Linked DNA regions of Mus musculus: region 1 is linked to region 2. Evidence: chromatin contacts called from public promoter capture Hi-C data. All regions are on one chromosome and are shown on one strand. Each heading gives the region's core, a stretch centred on a gene start, on an enhancer-like site or on the middle of the called end of the contact. The rest is flanking DNA. Distances are from core to core; before and after follow the strand shown.

Region 1 (4,345 bases), core at 1,195-3,694, 400 kb before region 2:
CCCTGCTACTCATCTTTGAGGAACACTACTTGGCTGTCCTGGCAAAGCAGTAGCTGAAGACTGGTCTCAGATACGCTTCTAAAATTTAAATTATCTTTTAATGTGTTTGTTTTGTATGTGTGCATGTGTGCGGGCATGCCTTTGCCAGGGTAGGCATGTGGAGGAGATCTGGGAAGGGGGACGGCTTCAGTCAGTTCTTCTATGCGGGTCCTGGGCATCGGCTCATCAGGCTAGATGACACGTGCCTGTACCTGCTAAGCCATTTCAGTGTTGCCTCCCTCAGATAGTTTTCAATTTGGCCCAAACCGCAGCATTTTAAATAACACGCTAGAGGCTCGTCGCTCGTTTTTCTATGTTAGGGATCGCTGCCTAGGTAGGTCACTGAAAAACATCTGGCTTCACATATAGAGAGAATATTCTGTGCTCCCTGCTTCAGGAGTAGGGTGGTGAGCACTCATGGCTCTTCAGTGATGCCCTTTGTAATTTTCGCAGTGCCAGGGTTTGAACTCAGTGTTCCCATAGTCTTCGATATTTTTTTCCCTTTCTGAAACAGGGTCTCCTGTTTTTTTTTTTGTTTGTTTGTTTTTTGTTTTTGTTTTTGTTTTTGTTTTTTCGAGACAGGGTTTCTCTGTATAGCCCTGGCTGTCCTGGAGCTCACTTTGTAGAACAGGCTGGCCTCGAACTCAGAAATCCGCCTGCCTCTGCCTCCTGAGTGCTGGGTTTAAAGGTTTCAAATGAAGCCATCTGTAGGCAGCACCACCCAGGTGACAGGTTCATGGTTCACGACGGTACCTCAGAATTAAATGCACTCTTAGACTCCTGGGAGACAAGAGATGCTCCAGGCAAGGTGGTAGAAGGTAGGTGTGCCTAGATTAGGGAGTATCAGCAACCACTGACAGGGTTGGTTCACAGGTTTACGCGATACTCCATGGAGATGCTCAGTCATGCTTACTACAGGATAAGGAGAAAATGGGCACACTTTGTAGGCAAATAGAGTGAGGATGCTCATGTTGGTTGAATCTGATTGACCTGGTAAGGGCAAGGGAAGTGTTTGAACAATGATTGGCAGACAGTAATGTTTTCATCTTAGCTTTGGCCCAGGAAGCTAAATGGACAGCCCAGCTCTATAAATATAGTAGGTATGTGCTGTCCGAGAATATACCAGGAATGCTTAAGAATCGCATCACTGGAGTGTGCATGACCCTCCATGCTTACAGTCAAATCTTGATCATAGGATTGGATGCTTTCCTGCGTCCCAAATTGTGTATCTCAAATGTTTGCTTTGACCTTTAAAACAAGGTCCTGTGTAGCCCAGGTTGGCCTCAAAATCCTCTTGCCTGTTCATTCAAGGGTGGGGATTCAAGGTACGAGTCAGCTAGCTATCTCACAGTTTGAGCAACCCAGCAGAAGGACATCAAAAGTCCTTTAGGGGCTGGAGAGATGGCTCAGCAGTTAAGGGATCTGATGCCTTCTGGTGGGTCTAAGGACAGCTACAGTGTACTCATATAAATAAAATAAATAAATCTTTTTTTTAAAGTCCTGTAGAATTGACTCTGGGGAGCCCAGAGTTTAGACTTAGTTGCAAGAAGATGCTGTGGTCCATTTTGCAGATTGCTGCCATTGAAACGCTGTCTGGAGTTCCCATAAAGAAAGACCATATGAGCCACGTATAGGGTATAGATCAGTTTATTGCTATGGACAAGGTTTCTGCACTCCTCAAAGAATCTGTGAAAGTAGGCTTAAAACTCAGTGATGGGTCAGGCATGAGATCAAACACGTGCTTAACTTGTTGGATGCTAGGACCCATCCCCTGTACTACAAAATGAAAATAAACCCTCAGGGCTTTTCCAAGACTGGTGACAGGGGTGCTGATGAGTTTCTGTAGGTGGGGGGTGGAGGGGCAGATGCAGGATACATTTGAGATATTACTGTTACAGTTCGAAATAGTAACATCTGAGACCTGATTTGTTTTAAAGGATCAAGCCTGGATTAAAATGAGAGTGAATCTGGTGTAGCCAGAGAGCAGGCGAACCAAGGAAACAATACACTGCTCCCCACAACAGTGGCCAGAGAGAGGTAGGGCTGGATTAAGGTAGACCTGCTAAACCCAGCACTTTCCTCTTCAATGCCACTCGCTTGTTGTTCGCCATCTGTCACCTCACAACGCCCACACACTATGGTTAAAACAATTTCCAATTGCGATCCCCTAAAATAAAGCTTAATATATTCACATCTGGCGGTTTTCCTGCCCCAGTTTATGCTTAGCGTTGGCCTTCATTTTAGCAAACTATTCCGTGATTGCTTTGTGTTGCTTTGGAAGTGTTTCTGGATGGGGGATTTGTGGCTCTGTTTGATTGCATTGTGATTGCGTTCGCAAGTGACAGAGCAGAAAGGAAATCTGAAGTCTGTTTTTATCTCATGTCTGTGTGGGTACCAGCTCTGGTAGCAGATCAAGAATCAGCTGAGCAAGGTTTAGAAGTACAGGTTTCTGAGACCTAGGGAACAGAAGACCCAGGAGGGAGTAGGGCGTTTAGTTGAAGAATTAGATCATCCCAGGAGGTCAGTGCACTGGCCCAGGCTGCCTGTGGACATGGATGTTAGGCAGGCTGAGCAAGAAGGATCTTTGCAGCCCAGGGGTTTCAGATCAGTCTGGGCGGTGTCGAGAAGGGTCATCCTTTTGGGATGTGTAGCCCGGACTGCTAACAGTGGTTATCGTTTACAAGTCCCGTCAGAAACCTTCAATGCAACTGGTGAAGAGTCCCCTCCATTTGGGCTGGCCTCTGAGCGGTTTACTCTGAGGATTTAGAATGCTGAAACGTCTGAGTTTCCTAACCATGAATCATGGAAAAATGGCTTCAGCAATACCAGGGTTTGGTAGAACACAGGCTTTGGAGTAGAGATGAGTTTTGACCTGGCTCTACTACCCTGCTTTCTTGGCTGTGATGTCTTCATTTCCACAACTGTCACATGGACATGTAATTCTTTCAGGATTGCCCTTTTTGGAGCTCTAAGTCATACCTCCAACATCCCAGTTGCTAAGCTGCTAATGAGTGATGTTCTTTCCTTCTTGGCATAGGGAAGATCTTCCACGTAGTTGGGTGCTTCAGAGCTCGTAAAGGTCTTATACCCCTACTAGTTCTGTTTTGAGGTACTATTTGTTTGCTCCCCCTAACCCCTGTCTTTCTTTTTTTGCCCAATTTTCCCACTGATTCCTCCCCCAAGCCTTTAAAGTTGGGACCAAGAGAGTTTTACCCTTGGGAACAGTACCAAGTGCCACAGTCTTTTCAAGCAAAAAGTATAAAATACCTTCAGTTTAACCAAAGTGAGCTTCTTTGAAAAAACTGTATCCTCCGCTCTGCATGCCGAGGCATCATTAGACCACCCGCTGTCTCTCCTCTCCCCTGCTCTTAAGGATGCTTTCCGCCCTTACCCATGTGCTTCTACAGGGGAGCCAGCAGCTCTCTCTTCATCTGGCCTTGGCTCTGCTCCACCATTCCTTCTAATTGCTCTCCTGAACCCAGGGCTTTCTCCAGCACACCTGTAAAGACAGCGGTTCACCTTTCAAACCCTCACACTGGAGGTGTTGCGCACCTGGGCACCTAGGGAACTGGGAAGGCTGAGAGGCTCAAGGAGACCTGTTCTTTTTCTTTGACAGACAGTATGTAGCTTCCTTTGGGGAAGAAGAAACCTTCTCCACTGGCAATTAGCATTTTCCCATTTCCGTTGAATTTACATTCCTGAAGTGTAACGTTAGGCCATTTCTTTCCATTTTATTCAGGAGAAGCTGCTACCTGGTATTAGTCAAGTATCTCAGCGCCCCACAGTGATTTGTGTATTACTTATAACACAGCCGTTTTGACAGATGGCAGTTTTCGATGATGAGAGGAGTTGACCAGATGGGGAAGGGTAGGAGGGGAGTGGGTGGGTGTCTGGGGTAAAAGAACCTTCCCATGAGAACACTTTGGATGAAAAAAAATTAAAAATGTACTTGAACGAACAAGAAGAAAGACAGGGCATGAATAATTGGGGGCTTTTCCTGATGGCTGCGTGACCAGTGGTTTGGGCTGCTGTGACTGAGAACAGGAGTGTTTAAGTATTAGGGAAGGAGGGAAGGACATTAGGAAAATGCATTTTAGGAAAAGGAAGACTTGAAGCTGTTTGGGCTGGAATGCCACAGAGCAAAGGGAACGGTGTGGTTTGCAGTGAGGAAGCACTCGGGAAACCCACGATGCAGGAGCCCTTTGCTGTCCCTGTCTACAGACATGGCTATGACATCCTAGAGTGAGGGTCTAAAGGCAAAGTCTCAGCAGTGGGTGATGGCCAGATAACATGAGGAAACAGGACT
Region 2 (4,238 bases), core at 625-3,124:
AACCATCTGTAATGGGATCCGATGCCCTCTTCTGGTTTGTCTGAAGACAGGAACAGTGTATTTACATACATTAAATAAATAAATAAATCTTTAAAAAACAAAAAACAAAAAACAGAGTACCTGGCTTGATAACATTGGGCCTCTAGTTCTATTTTACCAGTGGTTCCGTTATGGCCCACTGCCTTTGAGATACAGTGGAATGGCTGTCTTTTTTTCTATCTGTTTATATGCACTTTTTGAGTGGCCTCAGTTATTTGTTTCCTTATTACAAGCCCCAAAAGGTTAGAAAATATTTCTGGATGACACAGCTTATAAATAGAGTTAGGATTTTACCAAAGCCCAAATGGTAGCAAACAAAGACACCATTTCCTCTCCCCAAAGCAAGATCAACAGAAAAGGTGACCAATATGTGGTGATGTACACTTATAATCCCTGCCCTTGGGAAGGCTGACTGATGCAGGAGTATTGAAAGTTCAAAGCCAGTCTGGGCTACATGGTGAGACCCTGTCAAAGGTAGAACTAAGGACGTTCCCAACGCCAGCAGCCTTACCTTTATGTATAGTACCCCTCAATTTCTCCACCTCATACAAATGGGGGTATCTAATACATGGGGCAAAAAATTCTCTCTTTTTTTCATGGTAGGTTAGGTTATCTTAGATTTCCATGGCTATGGTAAAGGTCATGATCAATACTGGGCGCACGCCTTTGATCCCAACACTCAGAAGGCAGAGGCAGGCAGATCTCGGAATTCCAGGTCAGCCTGATCTGCAGAACAAGTTTCAGAACAGCCAGGGCTACACAGGGAAACCCTGTCCCAAAAAGAACAAAAACAAACAAGAGATCATGATCAAAAGCAACTTGGGGAGGAATGGGTTTATTTCATTTTACAGCTGTAGTCTTCCTGAAGGGAAGTCAGGGTAGGACCAGCAGGCAGGAAGTGAAGCAAAAGCCAGAAGAAATGTTCCTTACTGGTTGCTTACTGCTTAGGCTTGCTCATCCTAGGCGAGTTTGGTTTGGCTTCTTACATGCCCTAGGACTACCCATCCGGGGCGCCACCATCCACAGTGATCTGCAGCCTCCCACATCAATTACTAATTAAAAAAAAAAAAATCCCCTGCAGACTTGCCTATAGGCAACTTCATAGAGGCATTTCCTCACTGAGGTTCCTCCTCCTTGATAACACTAGCTTGTATCAAGTTGACTAAAGAAGAATATACATATACATCATATACATATATATCATATACATATATATCATATACATATACATATACATATACATATACATATACATATACATATACATATACATATACATATACATATACATATACATATACATATACATATACATATACATATACATATGGATGTCTCTTAAAATAGTTTATTAATTTCATTCTCTAATGTTAAAAGTCTATAAATTATTAATTTCATTCTCTAATGTTAAAAGTCTATAAATGCAGTAATCTATCTGTCTCAACCTACAACCTATTGTACCAACAGAGTAATTACTGAAGAGTCTACTTCAAATATCATGGACCTCAATCTAACACAAATACTTACTATGTTGCAACTTGTTTTCTAGTTTAGTATGTGAACCTCTCTCTCTCTCTCTCTCTCTCTCTCCCTCCCTTCCTCCCTCCCTCCCTCCCTCTCCGTGTGTGTGTGTGTGTGTGTGTGTGTGTGTGTGTGTGTGTGTGTGTGTATGTATGCATGTATACTAACATTCCTTGATAAATGCTTCCTGTGGGTGGACATTTAGGCTTCTGTAATGTCTCCTTATTGTTCTTCTTGCTATTAGGAAGCAGCCGGGAACAGCCTGTACATCTGGCTTTGGAAATGTGTGCACATTTGTCTACAAAATAAATTTAGAAAAGCAGAAATGGTGAGTCAAAGAATCGAACATTTTAAATCGTTACAACATTAATTGTGTTGTGCCATACTTTGCCAAATTAATTTTAAATGCTCATGCCTTTGTGTCCTCCCAGGAGAAACAGTGCACAGGGTATTGGTAAGGATCTTAGCCAAATGTGGACCGGGGATGGGGGGTGGGAGGGGGTAGAAATCATCAAATTTTAATCTTTGCCAATCCCATGGGAGTCAAAATAAGTGAGTCCCTGAATTTTCTTTAACTATCAGTGAGCATGATCCTTGTTTATGAACAAAACATGCTTTCTATACATGGCCTCCTTCTCTGTCCTTTCTTTAAGTGGCCTCCCTCTCTGTCCCCTCTTTACCTGGCCTTGTTACAAATGTTGCCATATTTTCTTCCCGGACCATCTTACCTCTGGTTTCAAGCATTTTTTTTTTTTTTTTTTTTTTTTTGGCTGTAAGCAAACCTGCTCTCCTTCCCTTTACTGTTCTAATTCTCACTCTGTGCTCTACAGAGCTGTACCTGGTTCTAAGATTTTTCTTAGTTCCTGAGAGTTTTGCTCTCATGCTTTTATAGATCCACATTTTTTTACATTGAAACATTTGATCCTTCTGGGATTTATTTGGTGCAAGGAAACAGGAATCAAAGCTTTCCCGGGTGAGGCAGTTACTCACACCAGGAAAACACTCTGAGTACAACCAAAACCTCGATGGCGCATGGAAAGCAAGTGATCGCTGTATCAAGGCTAGGCAGTTCGCCGCCATGTTCACCATCTCCCTCAGCCTCCACTATCTGGCTGCCTCATGCCCTCAGCCTCCACCATCCGGCTGCCTCATGATGACCTCATGGTCTGTGCAGCTGACTGAGTCAAGCCTCAGTTTACCTCGCAAGTGTGCCGACATCGATCAACTGAATGCATCTTCATTATTTTCCTACTTTAGGAATTCTTAACTTTTTAGAAATACTGATCGCATATATGATATATGTTTCTATCCTTGTTCTTGCTCTTTTGCCCCAGCCTGAGTCAATGCCAATGTCTCTTACTGCCCTGCTTCCTATCAAAGCATCTCATTACCCACTCATTTACAAGCACATAGCACGGCCTTGATGCAATCCACAAAAAGAACATTGGAATATGTTCTTATATGTGTCTGTCATGAATTCAGCTGTTTGTCCCTGCATTAGATGTTTCCTTGCCTGTGTCACCACGTTAAGAGTTCTTCTGACTCCTCCCCTGAGAGATGAGTTGACATCAGAAGGTTGTCGACAAAGACCTAGTCACTGACAATATTTTGAGAGCAGAAAGAAAAATGGTAATGGTGGATTTGTATAATGAGAAGAGCCTTGGTGAATGACAGTACCACACAAAGATAGTATCTTACACTGGAGACGCCAGGAAGTCTGACAGTTGGCTCCATGTCATTCACCTGGGATATGTAATATTATTAGATCATTAGCCTCTCGGCCTTTGCCCAAAACCTGCTCTTGTTTCTGAGCCAGCAGTGTCAGCACCCACAAAGGCCTCACCATTCCAGTCTCTGGAGTCCCTGTGCAAGGACACCTCTGAACGAGGGACAGAAAAAAAAATCATTAAGCAACTTCTTGTTGTTCAGTGGCTGAAGAATGCATAGGTCCAAATCAATCAATCAATCAATCTGTCTATCTATCTATATCTCTCATTTGTTCTCTCTAGTTCTTTCCTTCTCTCTCTTTTCTTCTCTATTCTATGCTGAAATAGTGCCTGAAAGAAAATGAAATGTCAAACAAAAACAAATATATTGTGTACTGGCTAGTTTTGTGTCAACTTGACACAGCTGGCGTTATCACAGAGAAAGGAGCTTCAGTTGAGGAAATGCTTCCATGAGATCCAATTGTAAGGCATTTTCTCAATTAGTGATCAAGGAGGAAAGGCCCCTTGTGGGTGGGACCATCTCTGGGCTGGTAGTCTTGGTTCTATAAGAGAGCAGGCTGAGCAAGAAGCCAGGGAAAGCAAGCCAGTAAAGAACATCCCTCCATGGCCTCTGCATCAGCTCCTGCTCCCTGACCTGCTTGAGTTCCAGTCCTGACTTCCTTTAGTGATGAACAGCAATGTGGGAAGTGTAAGCTGAATAAACCCTTTCCTCCCCAACTTGCTTCTTGATCATGATGTTTGTGCAGGAATAGAAACCCTGACTAAGACATTGGTAATACACTGTCAAATTATTGATAATATGTAACAAGTATATTGACAATATATTGATAAAAGCCAAATTTAGAAACTAAAAGCAGGTGGTCCCTCTGTTGCTGTTACCACTGCTCTCTTGCAGTGCAACTCAATAAGCTTGCAGGACAACCCAATAAGCCTGTCCAAGGAAGAAAGAGG

The links. Promoter capture Hi-C pulls out the DNA fragments that hold promoters and counts their contacts.
Region 1: a promoter capture Hi-C map of hippocampal neurons shows a contact between it and region 2, with 2.8 times the contacts expected there. The contact joins two enhancer-like sites. A contact is called at or near these places in 1 of 39 promoter capture datasets (hippocampal neurons) and 2 of 115 datasets of contacts at active chromatin or transcription factors (bone marrow-derived macrophages and embryonic basal ganglia).

What each region holds. Positions count from the first base shown.
Region 1 is chr8:34,684,435-34,688,779 of GRCm38.p6, reverse strand. It overlaps Gm46069 (a long non-coding RNA gene), which reads left to right. Exons shown (of 2, transcript XR_001778750.2): 2 at 1-101. Among named protein-coding and RNA genes, the nearest start is that of Gm46069, 3.4 kb to the left of the region's middle. Within about 2 kb of position 2,444, at least 8 of the 459 cell types and tissues checked have an H3K27ac peak or open chromatin away from gene starts, as enhancers often do. A contact at or near this core is called in hippocampal neurons, where this site is marked.
Region 2 is chr8:34,288,442-34,292,679 of GRCm38.p6, reverse strand. No RefSeq gene overlaps it. Among named protein-coding and RNA genes, the nearest start is that of Gm29243, 74 kb to the right of the region's middle. Within about 2 kb of position 1,874, at least 2 of the 459 cell types and tissues checked have an H3K27ac peak or open chromatin away from gene starts, as enhancers often do. A contact at or near this core is called in hippocampal neurons, where this site is marked.